2 separate regions of the Sus scrofa genome follow, and region 1 is linked to region 2. A link is a contact called in public HiChIP or PLAC-seq data. All regions are on one chromosome and are shown on one strand. The core of a region is the stretch at or near the end of the contact, and the rest is flanking DNA. Distances in the headings are between cores, read along the strand shown.

The links. HiChIP or PLAC-seq counts read pairs in DNA pulled down with a chosen protein or histone mark.
Region 1: a contact with region 2 is called in an H3K27ac HiChIP or PLAC-seq map of alveolar macrophages. The contact joins two enhancer-like sites. A contact is called at or near these places in 4 of 47 Hi-C or Micro-C datasets (heart right ventricle, liver and skeletal muscle) and 1 of 2 datasets of contacts at active chromatin or transcription factors (alveolar macrophages).

What each region holds. Positions count from the first base shown.
Region 1 is chr1:168,013,425-168,018,514 of Sscrofa11.1, forward strand. No RefSeq gene overlaps it. Among named protein-coding and RNA genes, the nearest start is that of TLE3, 160 kb to the left of the region's middle. Within about 2 kb of position 1,432, at least 11 of the 83 cell types and tissues checked have an H3K27ac peak or open chromatin away from gene starts, as enhancers often do. A contact at or near this core is called in alveolar macrophages, where this site is marked.
Region 2 is chr1:167,869,212-167,874,000 of Sscrofa11.1, forward strand. No RefSeq gene overlaps it. Among named protein-coding and RNA genes, the nearest start is that of TLE3, 16 kb to the left of the region's middle. Within about 2 kb of position 1,635, at least 40 of the 83 cell types and tissues checked have an H3K27ac peak or open chromatin away from gene starts, as enhancers often do. A contact at or near this core is called in alveolar macrophages, where this site is marked.

The DNA.
Region 1 (5,090 bases), core at 182-2,681, 140 kb after region 2:
TTGGGTCCTTGCTTCCCTGCTGAGGGAAGGGGATGCATTGCGGACATTTTTTTTTCCCTTGCTCTATTGTGGAACTCTGCAAATAGGGGTGGATTGACTGGCTTTTAAAACCCCAAACCAGGAGTTCCCATTGTGGCACAGTGGAAACGAATCCAACTAGGAACCATGAGGTTGTGGGTTCAATCCCTGGCCCTGCTCAGTGGGTTAAGGATCAGGCATTGCCGTGAGTTGTGGTGTAGGTTGCAGATGCAGCTCGGATCCCCCATTGCTGTGGCTGTGGTGTAGACCGGCAGCTGTAGCTCCGATTAGACCCCTAGCCTGGGAACCTCCATGTGCTGCGGGTGCGGCTCTAAAAAAAGACATAAGACAAAAATAAATATAAAATAAAACAAAACCCCAAACTGCTCAAGCCTCTAAGGAATGAAGCGTGGGTATCAAAGACCCCCTCAATTCCACTCACTGGAGACAGGGATGGTTTGGGGGAGGGCTCAGAGCTGGAGTCAGAGAGGCTGGGCTGGGTTGGGCTGAAGCCAGCAGCCCCACCTTCCCACCCATTCCGGTCCCTCCACGCGCTGGCCTCCAAGGGACACCAAGTAAACACAACAGCAAGTGTCCGAGGCTGTGAGTACAAGCTAATTAATTCACCAGAGGGAAGGAAGGCTATAAATAAATGATGGGAGTGGAGGGGATGGGAGGGGGCAAGTTTATCCACCAGCCGGTTTCACAGAGTCTCTGCTCTGGCAATACAGGTTAATGAGCACAGGCCTCCTTGCCAAGATAATAGCGACTAAAAATAAAAAAAGAGAAACGAGTCACCCTCCCTGGTGAATCAGACGCCTCAGATTGTAATTTCCATGCTGATACTGTAATTTTCCTGTTCCTCTTGCTCCCCTGGGGCTGATGAAAACGGAACCCCTTCCCCCCAAAGGAGGGACAGACCCTATTCTGGTTTATTCTCCCCCACCCCCGCCCCCCGCCCAGGAAGGAGGGGTGGGTAGGCTGGGAGTGGGAAGGCAAAGGGAACCCAAGCCCAGCCCTGGGTGGCCAGCCAAGAGGCTGAAGACAAGTGGCCATCTGCTGAGCGGAGGAAAAATGAAGTTTGGACTTGTCCAATGACCCGACCCAAGTTGTACCCAGCGGCAGGGGCGGGGGGGGAAAGGGGCGGCACTGGGGGGGGCCGTGTGACAGCTATAACTCTGTCTCTCATGTCTCCAGATCCAAGTCACACTCTGGTCTACCTCCTTCCTCCCTCAGATGGGGAAACTGAGGCACAGGGACAGAAAGGGACTTGTCAAGAGCCTCCCAGGGGAACAATGGCAGGGGTCTCAGAGAGTGGGGAGCCCAACGTGGGACTCCTCAGCCAGTGCTGTCATCTGCTCACCACTTCCTATTGTGGTCATGAACTTGTCCTCCTGAATCCTTCCCAGGCCCATGTCTGCCTCACCCTGACTCTACATCCCACCTCCCCGACCTGCCTTTCCAGGGAGCTTGTGAAATACCACCCCCCTATTCCCAACTCTCTTCTGGGCCACCAGAGCAGCAGATGCAGATGGCCAGAAGGTTCTTGTCGCACACCCCAGTCGGTGGAGGTCACCCTTGCTGGGGACAGGTGCAGGAAAGCTTCTCTATACAGCGCCTTCGTGTAAACTGAAAAAAGGCGCCCCCTGTCTGCAGATACAGCCCAGGTGGGGCTTTAGGCTTGGCTAGTGGACCCAGGGTGGGTTTCAGGTCCATTTGCCCCTGTACCACACCCCCATTCTTGTCAGGGTGACTTTGAGCAGTGTACACCCCGCATAATCTTCTCCGATGGCCCCGCCTCTGTCTTCCTGGAGTTCAGCCAAGCTCCCCCAAACTCTCCAGGACAGTAGAACTTTCCTGACAGTAGAAAGCTAAATGTGGCTCTCCCTTCCTCCCTCCCCTAACCTCAGCCCCCTCCCCCTGGCAGATGCTGGGAAAGGAAAAAGACTGAAATAAACACGAATCACATCAACTCTTTCCTAGAGAAGACAATGGAGCTTGGGGACCTGGCCCCTGGGTGGCAAAGAAACCGGCCTTGGGAAGTGAACACAGAAACAGCCACAGCAAGAAGGGCAGCTTCATTCCAGACTCCAGCCAGCTGACCCGGGTCAGGACCTGCCCCTGCACATGAGGATTTGTTTTGTCCCATGGGCCCTGTGTCTTGGTAGCATTTGTGGGAGGAGAGAGGCCTTGCTCTGGACCACAGGCATGGGAGGTGGGCAGGGGGAGGGTGTGCCACCTGCCTTCTTGGGCACTGGGGATGCCCATGGGTGACTCCCTGGGCACCATGACAGGCCAGCCCAGGACAACAGGGTGCCCGTTCTACCACACTCTCATTCCATGGCATTTTGGTGGCAGATGTCAAGCACAGATTAAAAACCAGTCCATCTTGCTATTATTACCCCTAATTACTCACTCACTAGCTGAAGGCTCCCTGCAGAGGAAACTAGCTCCATCTCAGACCCTGGGCCTCATGGGCCTGTGGAGAAATTCCTTTTTCTGTACTTTTGTGCTTTCTTCAATCCCCTGCAGCAAAACTGCTTTCCTCCAGCCCACCCAAGGTTATGGGCGCACTCGTGTGTGCGCACATCCCCTCCCACCCCATCCCTTCAGCATCCTTGCTGCTTCCTGGGCCCTGGCTCTCAGGAGTGAGGCTAAGGTTGGGCCTGGCTCCACCCACACAGCCTCCACCTCAGCTCCCACCACTTCATCTGGGGCAACGGCCCCCTTGGGGGCTTCCTTGCTGCCCATGTCTGCTGGTCTTACCAGCAAAGCAGAGGGCCAAGGGCCGTGAATTGACTCTCCTTTCACATTCCCTCCCCTCTCAGGAATGGGAGCAGTGGACAGGTTGTGGGGAGCTGGTGAGGTGGGGGAGGACAGTGAGGGGTGCACTGAGGAACCGAGGAACAGGGCAGCTCCGATGGAGGCCCACATGGGGCTCTGGCATAGGTCCAGCACCCCCTGTTGAGAATCCCTGCATAGTGGTACCCACAGCCCTGGTCCTCATCACCCAAACCGCAGATGCATGGGCATCCACGCCCATCCTCTTCTCCCTGTCTCCACCACAGACGTCCCCTTGCTCAGCCTGGACCTGTCCCTCCTCAGACCCCGTTCAACCCACTAGCTCCTCATCTACTGTGTCCTCAACCTCACTCCTGGGCCCTGGCCCACAGCCTCTCCTGTCTTGAAAACATCTCCTTCTTGACCTGCTGGCCTCTTTCAGCCATTGCCCCGCCCTGGCCCTTCTTTCACAGCCAATCCTCTTAACCAGGGGTGTCTGTACAAGCGTTTCCCACTTCCTCCCCTCCCACGTCCCTCAGTCTGACTTCGGCCCCTCCATGCCCCAGAGGCTGGCCTTTCACGGCCACCTCTGACCTCTTTGTTGCTAAATCTAGTGGACACTTTTAACTCCACATCCCACAAGGTCTGTGGACAGGACCTGACGCTGCTGACCACTTCCTCTTCCTAACACACTCGCCTTGGCTGCCGGACACCACAGTCTCCCCGCTTTCCCCACCTTCTGACGCTGGTGGATCCGCTGGACCTCAGGCCCGACATCCTCTTCCTCAGGCACAGTGGTGTGGCTCAGAGGTCTGCTCTCTGCTGCCCTCCCTCCCGTGCTCCCATATCTCATGTGCCATCTCTGGGCTACGACCCCACTTCTCCTGACCCTCAGGTCGGCATCCCGCTGCCATTCGGACATCTTACTGGGCGCCTCAAATTCAGCACATCATCCTTCCTCCCAAACCTCTTCTTCCTCTGGGCCAGAAATGGGTGCCACTTCCTCCCAGTTGCAAGGCCAGAAACCAGAGCATCATCCCGGATGCTGTCCCACTTTGCATCTAGATCACTCCTGACCCTTTCTCTGCCCCGCCTGCTTCCCCAACCCCAGGTGGGGTGCCCTGTCTTCCTCCCTACCTCACTTATCCCCCCCCACCCCATGTCCCCAAAGCACAGCTGGAACGAGCATTTAAAAATGCCTCCTGGAGTTCCCACTGTGGCTCAGTGGAAACGAATCTGACTAGCATCCATGAAGACGAAGGTTCAATCCCTGGCCTTGCTCAGTGGGTTAAGGATGCACCGTTGCCGTGAGCTGTGGTGTAGGTCACAGACACAGCCTGGATCTGGCATTGCTGTGGCTGTGGTATAGGCTGGTGGCTACAGCTCTGATGTGACCCCTAGCCTGGGAACCTCCATATGCCCCAGGTGTGGCTCTAAAAAAAAAAAAAAAAAAAAAGACATAAAAATGCCTTCTGACATTTCTTCAAAGAAGACATACAGACGGCCATCAGGCACATGAAAAATTGCTCAAAATCACTCATCATTAGAGAAATGCAAGTCAAAACTCCAGTGAGGTGCTACCTCATACTGGTCAGAACAGTTGTCATTAGTAACTCTACAAATAACAAATGCTGGAGAGGGTGTGGAACAAAGGGAACCCTCCTACACTATTGGTGGGAATGTAAACTGGTACAACCACTGTGAAAAACAGTATTCCTCAGAAAACCAAATATAGAACTACCATATGATCCAGCAATCCCACTCCTGGGCATATATACAGACAAAACTACAATTCAAAAAGATACATGCATCCCTATGTTCATTGCAGCACTGCTCACAATAGCCAAGACATGGAAACAACCTAAATGTCCATCCACAGATGAATGGATTAAGAAGATGTGGTACACAATGGAATACTATTCACCCATAAAAAGAACAAAATAATGCTATTTGCAGCAACATGGATGGAACTAGAGATTCTCATACTAAGTGACATAAGTCAGAAAGAGAAAGATGGAGTTCCTCTTGTGGCTTAGCAGTTAAGGAATCCGATTAGGATCCATGAGGATGAGGGTTCAATCCCTGGCCTCACTCAGTGGGTTAAGGATCTGGTGTTGCTATGAGCTGTGGTGCAGGTCAGATGCAGTTCAGATCCTGTGTTCCTGTGGCTGTGGTGTAGGCTGGCAGTTGTGGCTCCCATTTGACCCCTAGCCTGGGAACTTCCACATGCCACAGGTGCAGCCCTAAAAAGAAAAAAAAAAAAGACAGAAAGAAAGAGAAAGACAAATACC
Region 2 (4,789 bases), core at 385-2,884:
CAAAGAACACTTTTCAAAGTATAAGTATATCCCAAATATGGCATGGGATATACTTACTTACGAAAAAGAAATCCTTCCTTTATCTGAAAGTCAAATTTAACTGGGCTTCCTGTATTTGATCTGGCAACCCTGCTCCATCTCTGAGTCCTTTCTTGGGCAAATCTGACCCATAACAAAGCCCATGAAGTGGTATGTTATTGTGCCTTTTTAGAAACAAAACTGAGCCTGAAAGGAGTCACAGTCACATCCCTGACCCTGGTTATTACCGGAGGGTGAAACCACAAAAGCAGGGGCCCTGGGAGCTGGAGCCGATGAATCTGTGGCATGGGGGTGCAGAAGCTCCTCAGCCCCGCCTCCAACTGGGCCAAGCTCTGGAGGTGATGGTTCCTCCCCGGGTTTTCCAGCAAGCCTCCCCGGGCAGAGCTGAACAACCCGGGAAGAACATTTTAATCAGCCGCCCTGTCTCTGCCTCTCTTGGCCTTTGCTTTCATTGTCAGAGTCTGTGTCAATAGCTGGAAATCCAGGCAGCAGCACAAGCTGACTGCCCGCTCCTTCCTAAGTAGAAATCTCACAAAGGGCAGGGCTCCCCTCTTTACAAGGAAAACAAACAGGTCTCCAGGCTCCCAGGGGGTGGGGGTGGGCTTGGGGGAGGGGCTGTGGGCAGGCAGCTGGCTCAGCCCTGCCCAGGTTCTAACCCTTTCCAGCTTCTGGCAGGTCAGACTGTGGGGAGGGCAAGCTTGCAGATCGCCCCTCTCCTGGAGGGTGAGGCTGGCTCGCTCACCTGGGCCCTGGCAATTCCACTCCATCCCTTCTCAGGAGCCAGCAGGACCTCTAAAGCAAATCGGATCTGCCACTCCCCTGCTCTCGAAACCACCCCGACCCCCACCCCATTAGCCTCTGGGTTTGCCTGTGTTCCCTCTGCTGGAATGCTCTTTCTTTTCCATTTGAGCTCATGGAATCCCACCTGCTTTTCAAGGCCCTTTCTTCACTGCCCTCTACCCTTGGTCAGAATGAGTCGCTCCCCTCTGGGCTCCATGGCATCCTTATTTGTGTCTGATGCCCTCACCCCAGGGTGCCCTGCCCTGTGGTTAGCTGGGCCTGTGTGGGTCTCTGCCTCCAGGCTGTGGGCATCACCTGACCTTTGCCCAGCGATGTCCGGTGCATGAGGTCGTTTTCCCATTCCTGCTCCCTTGCAGCTCTCTTGGATAGATACCACAGTCCCCATTCGAAAGATGGCCCACTAGAGGCCTAGAAGGTTTCCTGGAGTGCCCGTGGCCTGCTAGCTAATAACTGCAGAACGGGGCTCAACTACCCAGATCTCTTGGTCAGATGCCAGTGCTATTTCCCCCAAAGGCTGGACTTGTGATCTTATATGCAAACCACACCTAGCCCTGTGGGTAATCACGCAGTAGGGGCTCGTTAAATGCTGAATTAAATGCAGCGAAGCAGAGATTTTGCAGACATATCAAGGAGGGGGGCATTTGGAGGTGTCTCGTGGCTTCCAATAACGCTGAGAGAAGCCGCTTCCTCTGCTCTTTCTCCCCACACCCCTGCCTGCCCAGCTCCCAGTAGACTGTGGGGTGGCTAGGGCAGGAGTTCCACTTCCCGTTCTGCACCCTTCCTCTTTAACTGGAATGTGGGGCCGGGTGACTGGGAGGTGAGCCTCTGGGGCGTGGCGTAGGAAGCTACCATCACCATGCCATGGATGGTAACGCCAAGCGGAACTGGGACTGGGGCCCTTGCGGGCCAGGGAAGGGGTGTGTGCAGGTGCTTTCCACTTCTGGGGTGGCCCCAGCATCACCAGCCTACCTGGGAAAGAAGCAGACCTGGAATCTCCCACCTCCCACGGACCATTCGCAAGGCTGCCTTTGAGGATAGGGCCTGGGGGATTTTCCCCCAAACAAAAGCTCCATCAGGACATCAATCATGAGGGTGCCCCCTTCCAAGTAGATCCCAAGGCCCACCTCTTGGGACCCCGTCCACTGCCATCTCTGCCTCTTCCGGGCTCAGGTGGAGTCAGGGGTGCAGGAGGAGGGAAGGTGTACCAGGCAAAAGAGCAGTGTGGATCAAGTCCTAGAGGCTCAAGGAAGAGTAGGAGCAGATGGTGCCTTAGCTGAGGACATGGGTGGAGGCTGTGGGCGAGGCTGCAGAGGCAGAAGAGGTAGGATGCCGGGAGCCTGGCATGCCATGCCAGGGAGTTTGGGAGTCCTCCTGAGGACAGATGGAAGCCACGGGATGCCCATCACGGGGGAGGGGCCATGATTTGGTTGACAATTTAGAATGATCCCTCTAGAAGCCACAGAAGGATGGGCAGAGGGAGGGAGGAGAGCAAGACAGCGGCAGTCCAGCCCAGGACTGATTTTTCTGGGGCCACTCAAAGTAGAGGGAAGAATTGGCTGGTGGGGTCTGGCCTCACAGAGCATAAATCCTTGGAAAGTGGCTTATCTGAGCTCACACACCTGGGAGACTTTGGGCAAGTCACTTAACCTCTCAGAGTCTCGATTTGTTCTTCTGTGAGGATACCTAGCTCCCAGGGAGATCCCGAAGTTGAAAAAAAAGGTGATAACATCTGAGAGGGTCCGGGGGCACATAGGGATATGACTGTACTTGACTGGGGGAGACCGAAGATGAAAACGGCATAGTCTACAATTGCCCGGTTTGGAACAAGGACTCTGGGGCCGGTGCTGCTGGGTTTGAACACTGGCTCCACTACTTAGTGGTATGCAGTTTGGGTCTAGCCACTTCCTTTCTCTGAGCTTCCTCTTTAGCTTCTGCATAATGGGTATGATAATATCTGCCCCACAAGGGTCTGTGGCAGGGTCATATGAGATGATTGTCAGTTCTTGGGACACTTCAAGCATTCCAAAGATGGGAACGGTTGTCACCGTCATCAGTACTATCGTCATCCTGAGGGAACTAGAATCAAAAATATTTTTTCTTTTGATATTCGTTATCAACATGCTGTATAGGCAGCAAATAATTATTTTAATAACGAAAAGTTAACTCATCAAGAAAATGAGAAGACAAGCCATAGACTGGGAGACAATATTTGTGAAACACATATCTGATAAAGGAATGTTACCCAAAATAGACAATTCTTTGTTGTTGTTGTTGTTTTGTTTTGTCTTTTTACGGCTGCACCCACGGCATTTGGAGGTTGCCAGGCTAGAGGTCTAATTGGAGCTGTTGCTGCTGGACTGCACCACAGCCACAGTAATGCCAGATCAGAGCCCTGTTTTTGACCTACACCACAGCTCATAGCAATGCCGGGTCCTTAGCCCACTGAGCGAGGCCAGGGATCGAACCCACAACCTCATGGTTCCTAGTTGGATTTGTTTCCGCTGCACCAAGACAAGGAACTCCCCAAAATAGACAAAGAATTCTGAAAACTCAACAGTAAGTAAATTAACAACCTTATTTAAAAATGGACAAAAGGGAGTTCCCCGGTGGCTTGGCAGGTTCAGCATCCAAGGTTGTCACTGCTGTGGCTCAGGCACAGCCAAAAAGAAAAAAAAAGAAACAGAAAAACAGAAAAAGGTCTGAACCATTTCACCAAAGAAGATATTCAAATGGCAAGTAAGCATATAAAAAGATGCTCCACATCATATGTTATTAGGGAAATGCAAATTAAGATAACAGTAAGACAACTATATGCCTATTAAGAATGCCCAAAATACAAACACTGGCAGAAGCAAATACTGGGGAGGAGGAGGAACAGGAATTCTCATTCACTGCTGATGAGAATGCAAAATGGTACAGCCACTTTGGAAAACTGAACATATTCTTAACATACAGTCCAGCAATTGAACTCCATGTTATTTACCCAAAGGAGATGAAAACTTACGTCTACCCAAACACCTGCACACAGGTGTTTCTAGCAGCCTTATTCATCCTTGCCAAAACTTGGAAGCCACCGAGATGTCCTTCAGGGAGTAAATGCATAAAGAAACTCTGAGACATCCAGACCATGGGATATTTTTCAGCACTAAAAAGAAATGAGCTACGAAGCCAGGAAAAGACATGGAGGAACTTTACATACTTGTTACTAAGTGAAAGAAGCCAATCTGAAAAGGCTACATACGATGTGATTCCAAATATATGATATTCTAGGAAAGGCAGAACTACAGAGACAGTAAAAAGATCAGCAGTTACCAGGGGTGGGGGATGAATGGGTGGAACACAGGATTTTTAGGGCAGATTCAGACAGGGAAAATTCGGACGGCCTAGGTGCAGGGTGAAAGGTGGGAATGGAAGTGAAGGTTCCCTGTCCTCAAGGCCCCACCCCTCGATCCTGCCCTTTCCAAGCCTCCTCCTCCTTCTCCTTCCTGTGAGTGGCTGATCCTCCTGGGTACCTGCAGCTGGAGCAGCTCTCTCCCTCCTGCCATCACTGGTCCCCCTCTGCCTTGCTCCAGCTTTCTCCAAAATGGAAATGGAGACATGCCTCACATCCGAGAGCTCTCGGGGCCAGACCTCTGGAGGGGCACAAGTGGGGTCTCTACCTTACCTTTCCACCCTGCCCCCCAAGCCTGGCTGCCCTGGCAGAAAGATGCTGAACACACGGGTTGTATACGACCTGGTCTTGTCAATGACAGGAAGACAGAGGTGCTTCCAGGGGTGCCCCATCCATGGTTACAGAGTACCTGCTCCTTTTACCAGATGCAAAGCTCCTGTGAGGAGCTAATTATTTAATCCTCTCTTTGTTACTTAACACCAGGGAACTCTGGGCCCAGGATATAACCTGGCAGAGCTCTGAGGGGGATGGGACATGATATAGAGACCTGTGGTCACA